Regions from separate parts of the Mus musculus genome. Here region 1 is linked to region 2. A link is a contact called in public promoter capture Hi-C data. All regions are on one chromosome and are shown on one strand. The core of a region is the stretch at or near the end of the contact, and the rest is flanking DNA. Distances in the headings are between cores, read along the strand shown. Region 1 overlaps Iqsec2 (IQ motif and Sec7 domain 2). Region 2 holds the start of Tsr2 (TSR2 20S rRNA accumulation).

What was found. Promoter capture Hi-C pulls out the DNA fragments that hold promoters and counts their contacts.
Region 1: a contact with region 2 is called in a promoter capture Hi-C map of pre-B cells, with 2.2 times the contacts expected there. The contact joins the enhancer-like site here to the promoter of Tsr2 in region 2. A contact is called at or near these places in 3 of 39 promoter capture datasets (the 3T3-L1 cell line and pre-B cells) and 1 of 115 datasets of contacts at active chromatin or transcription factors (pro-B cells).

Annotation. Positions count from the first base shown.
Region 1 is chrX:152,169,891-152,172,590 of GRCm38.p6, forward strand. All of the region lies in intron 2 of Iqsec2 (IQ motif and Sec7 domain 2), which reads left to right. Among named protein-coding and RNA genes, the nearest start is that of Iqsec2, 27 kb to the left of the region's middle. Within about 2 kb of position 1,336, at least 134 of the 459 cell types and tissues checked have an H3K27ac peak or open chromatin away from gene starts, as enhancers often do. A contact at or near this core is called in pre-B cells and pro-B cells, where this site is marked.
Region 2 is chrX:151,095,277-151,097,976 of GRCm38.p6, forward strand. It overlaps Tsr2 (TSR2 20S rRNA accumulation), which reads right to left and starts at 1,267. Exons shown (of 5, transcript NM_001164578.1): 1 at 1,153-1,267; 2 at 889-979. The coding sequence starts at 1,236.

The DNA of each region.
Region 1 (2,700 bases), core at 86-2,585, 1.1 Mb after region 2:
ATCTGGTGATCACAGTGCTAAGGAGACAGATTCCTGGAGCTCACTGGCCAGCCATCCTGACAAATCAGCGAGAGGCCCCATCTTAAAACAGAAAAAAAAAAAATTGAAGAAGACACCTATTTTCAGGCTCTGGCCTTCACACACACACACACACACACACACACACACGCAAGCACACACACATACACACACACATGCATACATACACATGCACACACATATATACACACACATCACATATACATGTCCTTCTGTACCCACATGCATGCATACCATCTACCCACACATGCACATATACACACATGTTCACACATGCATGCACACACACAACCAATCTCATATTGTTTTAAATGAGTTCATAATTTTGCGGTTGCATCACTTATAGCTATTTTGGGGTGTAGGCGGCCTCCGAGTTGCACGAGAAGCTAAGGAAAGTAGGCTTTGTGGCACAGAAAACAGGGAGAAACTTTGGATCCAGGCTAAGGGCTCCATTTGAGGCTAGGTTGCTTTCTAGCTATTTGACTGGGCAAATTGGTTTGTCTCTTGTAAACCCCAAGTTTCTTCATCCAGTAAGCATCTGCATTCACGAGTGTGAACATACAAGGGCACATGTATGACTGGAGAAGAATTGAGTGGTGGGGAAAAATGCAGGAAGAAGACAAATAGGCCTCAGCTAGTGTAAAAAACTGAATAGCAAGGAGAGAACATGGCAGGTAGACTGCAAACTACCCATGTTGGGGCCCAGGCTTTAGGAATTCAGTACAAGAGTGTAATTAAAACTGAACAACTGACAGTGGGGCAAGGGGCCAAGATGGATACCTGGGTTTCCTGTATATGCAACAGAAATTGTCAGACCTAAAGGCACCTTAAGCAAAGTCCAGATTACAACTGGCCATACCTAAAGATCACAAAGCTATCAGCATAGCCTGCTTCCTAGCTATCTGACTTTTGCCATCACTTAAATACTCTGGTCCTTTGTTTCTCTTTTATAAAATGGTTCTGATTTCACTGAATTGAGGGAAGTTGAAGTAACCCTATGCTCAACATCAAATATCAGTGCAACCAACTGCGCTACAGCCTCCCTTAGACTAACTCGTAACTGTATGATATAGAGTCATGCTGCAAAATGTGGACAAGTTTGTTAAAAGCAATCAGACAGGAGGGGCTAGACTGATCCCATCAGCAGAAGGTAAGGGAGTTCCAGATGTCCCAGAGGAAATCATGGCTGTAAGAGGTCAGGCTGGAACTCCATGGCCCTGGGGACCAGGCTGAGGTTGCTAGGCATGCAATGATAAAAGCAAGAGGTGGCCTGTTGCTAGGGAAGGAGGGAGGGGGTAGGGGAGCCACTGACACCCTCTGAGCCAGGGACATCCCCATGGCAACAGAAGCCACTGGTGTCTGGAGAAGTGGGAGGAGGAGCAATGGCTGGCTTTGTTCCCAGAGGAGGCCTCCCACTCTGGGCCTCAGTGTCCCTATCTGTCCCACTGAAATTTTGGTTTAGGTATTTTGAAGATTCTTCCTTGTTTTGACCTCCTAGGATGACTAAAACCTTACAATCCTTCCTTGGCTCCCCCATTCACATATCTGAGATACTGTAACCATTCCCCAGAGCCGCCCCAGCTATGTCCAGGCCTCCCCTCCCATATGCTTCCTGTTCAGCTCTGCCTGGCTACCCACCCTGCCCAACTACTGCTTCCTGTGCTTGCAGCCTTTTTCACTTACTGCCTGTAACATGCTCTCTGTCTGGGAAGGGGAAGCAATTCCCATCCTGTACAGTGTGGGAAGCCTGCCCCCCATCCACCCGGACTGCTTCCTCCATCCTAAGCTTCACGGATGTCAAAGGTCTGATAACCCCCCCATTTGTGATCACTGGTGCAATTTATTGAGCTATTTCTAAGAGCTGGGCTCTCCACATGATATTTGGCAGGTACATTTATGGTGACATATTGTGATTCCCCACTTTACATAAGACTGTTGGGTAAGCTCCTGGGACTTGTCTAAGGTCTTTCTGATGCCCTGTGGTGGTCCAGGTTTAGAACTTGTCTCTGTATCATTCCTTCTGCCCTAGCCTCGGGTGCAGGTGCGATTTTTCCTCTTGAGCAGCAGCAGCCCTACCAAACGATGGCTGGATACTTTATACGTAGTCTCTAGTTTGTCTTCACTATATTCTTAAAGCCTATATATATACGTGTTATTTTACAAACCAAGATTCTAAGGCTTAGAAAGCTAAGTTAATTTGCCCTGCGGTAAAAATTAAGGTGAGAATCTAGATCATCAGATTGGTAATTACCACAGTGTTGTGAATTTAGCCTGATTACTTTCCTGAAGCATGGAAAAATTCATTTCCTGGGTTGGACAATCTGTTTTTGATGAGGGGTGACAAAGAAAGAGGTAATTGGGGGACCCCTGCCTACAGGGAGCACTAAGTCTAGGGTTGCTACGGGCAAAGATGAGTTAGTTTTAGAATGTGACAAGGTAGATGGCCAGTGTGTAAGAACAAGAGTCTGGAGGGATTGATCTGGCTTCTGATAACAAGACAGAAGGAAGGACGGAGGGGGACTGGGTAATTTTCCCAAAGGAGGAACTTTTCTGGAAGCTCCAGAGAGATGAGTTAGGGCAAATGGTTCCTCTTCTCCCCTTCCTCTCTGGGTTCTCCTGCCTCTGCTTGGCCCAGCCCCCGGAAGTGGGTGACCCCTAAGC
Region 2 (2,700 bases), core at 17-2,516:
CATTTCTCCAGCCCCTTCTTTTATCATAAGGACAACTTGGGGATATGGAGCTTGAAACTTAGAGCAATTCCCCTGTCTCCGTCTCCCTGGTGCTAGAATCACAAACATGGCCCATATGCTAGACCTTGGATATGAATTTAATAACACTATAATATTTGCTTCTTTCATTCATTTATTCATTTGTGGTAGTATGAGTAGTGTAGAGCCTCACATGTGTGTAGTAAGCAAGCACTTCCATTGAGCTATATCTCCAAGTCTTTATATTATTTTTATTATGAGACAAGGTTGTGGTGAATCTGAACTTGAGGTCCTTTTGCATCAGGAATATGAGAGTACATGCCTGCACCACAGGGCCTGGCTGCCTTTTATTTATCAGAGGTACTGCTTTTAGTTTTGGTGGCACCAGGGTTGGAGCCCAGGGACACGAGCAGACTAGGAAAGTGCTCTACCACTGGGCTACACTCCTCACCCAACAATTTTAAAATTATATTTACTTGTGTAGGGAGAATCAGAGGACACCTTAAGCGTGTACCAGTTCTCTCCTTCCATGTTGTCCCAGCTATGAAATTCGGACTGTTATGCTTGTTGGCCTTTGTCCACGGAGCTGTCCCCCACCCCTCATCCAGCAATTTTAAGTTACAAGATATGACTCGAATAGTTCTTTTCGTCGGATCTTTCCATAACCATTTTAGAAAGTAGGAAAATGACTCTCTGGAAGGCAAAATGCGTTCTCCAGCATAATAGCATTTGAGTGTCATTGCCTCTAAGGCACTCTAAAGACACAATTCTGATCTCAAAGTCACGATTCATTCATCAAACGCGGGCTCTCTACGTCGAGGCTCTGCCACGCCACACTGCGACAGACAGCAACACCTCACATTCACTCACCATTGGCGATGAAGTAATCCTCCACTGCACCCCCTAGCCACTCGGCCTTCTCCTGGCTGTGCACGCCCCCGAAGCCATTCTCCACAGCGATCTGTGAACACAGGCCCAAGCCAACCATGACAGCATGGAAACCAGAACGGCGTGGCCTGCCGGGGCCTGGGAGTCTGCCGCTTACACCGCCCAGCCATGGCTCTGGCGCCTCGCCTGGTCAACTTCTATTTTGTCACAGCCTTAATCGTGACCCCCCGCCAGGACCTCACTTACCTGTAAAGCAGGCCAAGCCTCCAGCGCAGCTCGGACTGCAGCTCCGAAGAGCACACGCACATCTTCAGCGGCGCCCGCCATCATCCGTTTAGATCACGTGGCTCCCAGGCAGCCCAATCGCTAGGGCGACCTCACCAGGCAAAAGGAGCCAAAAGCCGATTCTCAGAACGTGGTTTAGTTTTCTGCCAATCTGGCTGGCAGCAAGACCAGAACAGTGGGAAACGCCATCAGTGGTAGATGCTACCACTTACCACAGTAAATCCTAATAATTAAAGGAGAACCTGGAGCAGAGTACTTAGGAAGCATAGCTGAAATAAAGAGGAAAGGAGAAAAGAATAGCGAGGGCGAGAAAACCTACATTTGCGAGGCTCAGCAGATAAAGGCAATTGCCTCCAAGCCTGAAGAACTGAGTTCAGTCCCTGAGCCCTACAGGATGGAACTAGAGAACCGATTTCTGCAATTTCCTCTCACCTCCACATGTGTTACACGGCATTCACAGGCGCAGGCACTCCCACACACAATAAATAAATGTAATTTTAATTTTTTAAAAATAATTATTTTATATATGTGAGTACACTGTCACTGTCTTCAGAGACACCTCAGAAGAGGGCATCGGATCCAATTGCAGATGGTTTTGAGCCACCATGTGGTTTCTGGGACTTGAACTCAGCTCAGGACCTCTAGGAAGAGCAGTCAGTGCTCTTAACCGCTGATCCATCTCTCCAGCTCCAACAATTCATTCTTGAGTCAAATATGAGTGACCATGTCCAGGATTCAGGTTGTCCAGAAAGATATTTTCTTTTGTGGAAGTGGTCAAATGACATTTTAGTAGTTACAGAACAAAGAAAGTCCTAAGTCAAAGCATTTACTAAATCTATTGATAGAGACTACAGGTAGTGGGATGAGGAAATTTCTGCTTAGGTTTCAGATACTGTCTGATGACATTCTTAGCTTTTGGATTCATAGATGCTCGCTGTTAAGTATGTATTTGAAAAGTTGTGATAACCACGAGATTTCTCGTTCAGATTCAAGGGAAGACAAGGAATTGTTTTCAATGGGATTAAAAGTAGCTCAAGGTCATTTGTCTCTCCTCTGTAACATTTTTACTCACCCCAACCACAAAGCTCCGTCATTTGGTCCTATAGAACGGTCCATACAGATGTACCTGTTCTTTTCTCTAGGAACTTCAGTTTCCACTGTGTAGCCATGTCTGGTATTGGACTCTTACCACACTCTCCTAAATTCTAGGACTAATCACACACCACCACACTTAGCACAGAATATAGATTTTTCTGAAGTTCACAAGAACATTCTCCAAGACACACCATGTAGTATTCCACACAACAGCGTTTAGTATGTTTTAAGGACTAAGGGCTGATAATGTTTCTATCTACCTTGCCAGCATACTGGGGTCCTGGAGTTTCATCCCAAGACCACAAAAGAAAAAAAAAAAAAAAAGAAAGACTGCAAAGCAAAATTAGAAATTAGTAAGAGAAAGAAACATGTGAAATCCATAAATTTGTGTAACCTTATGGACTCTATTTTATG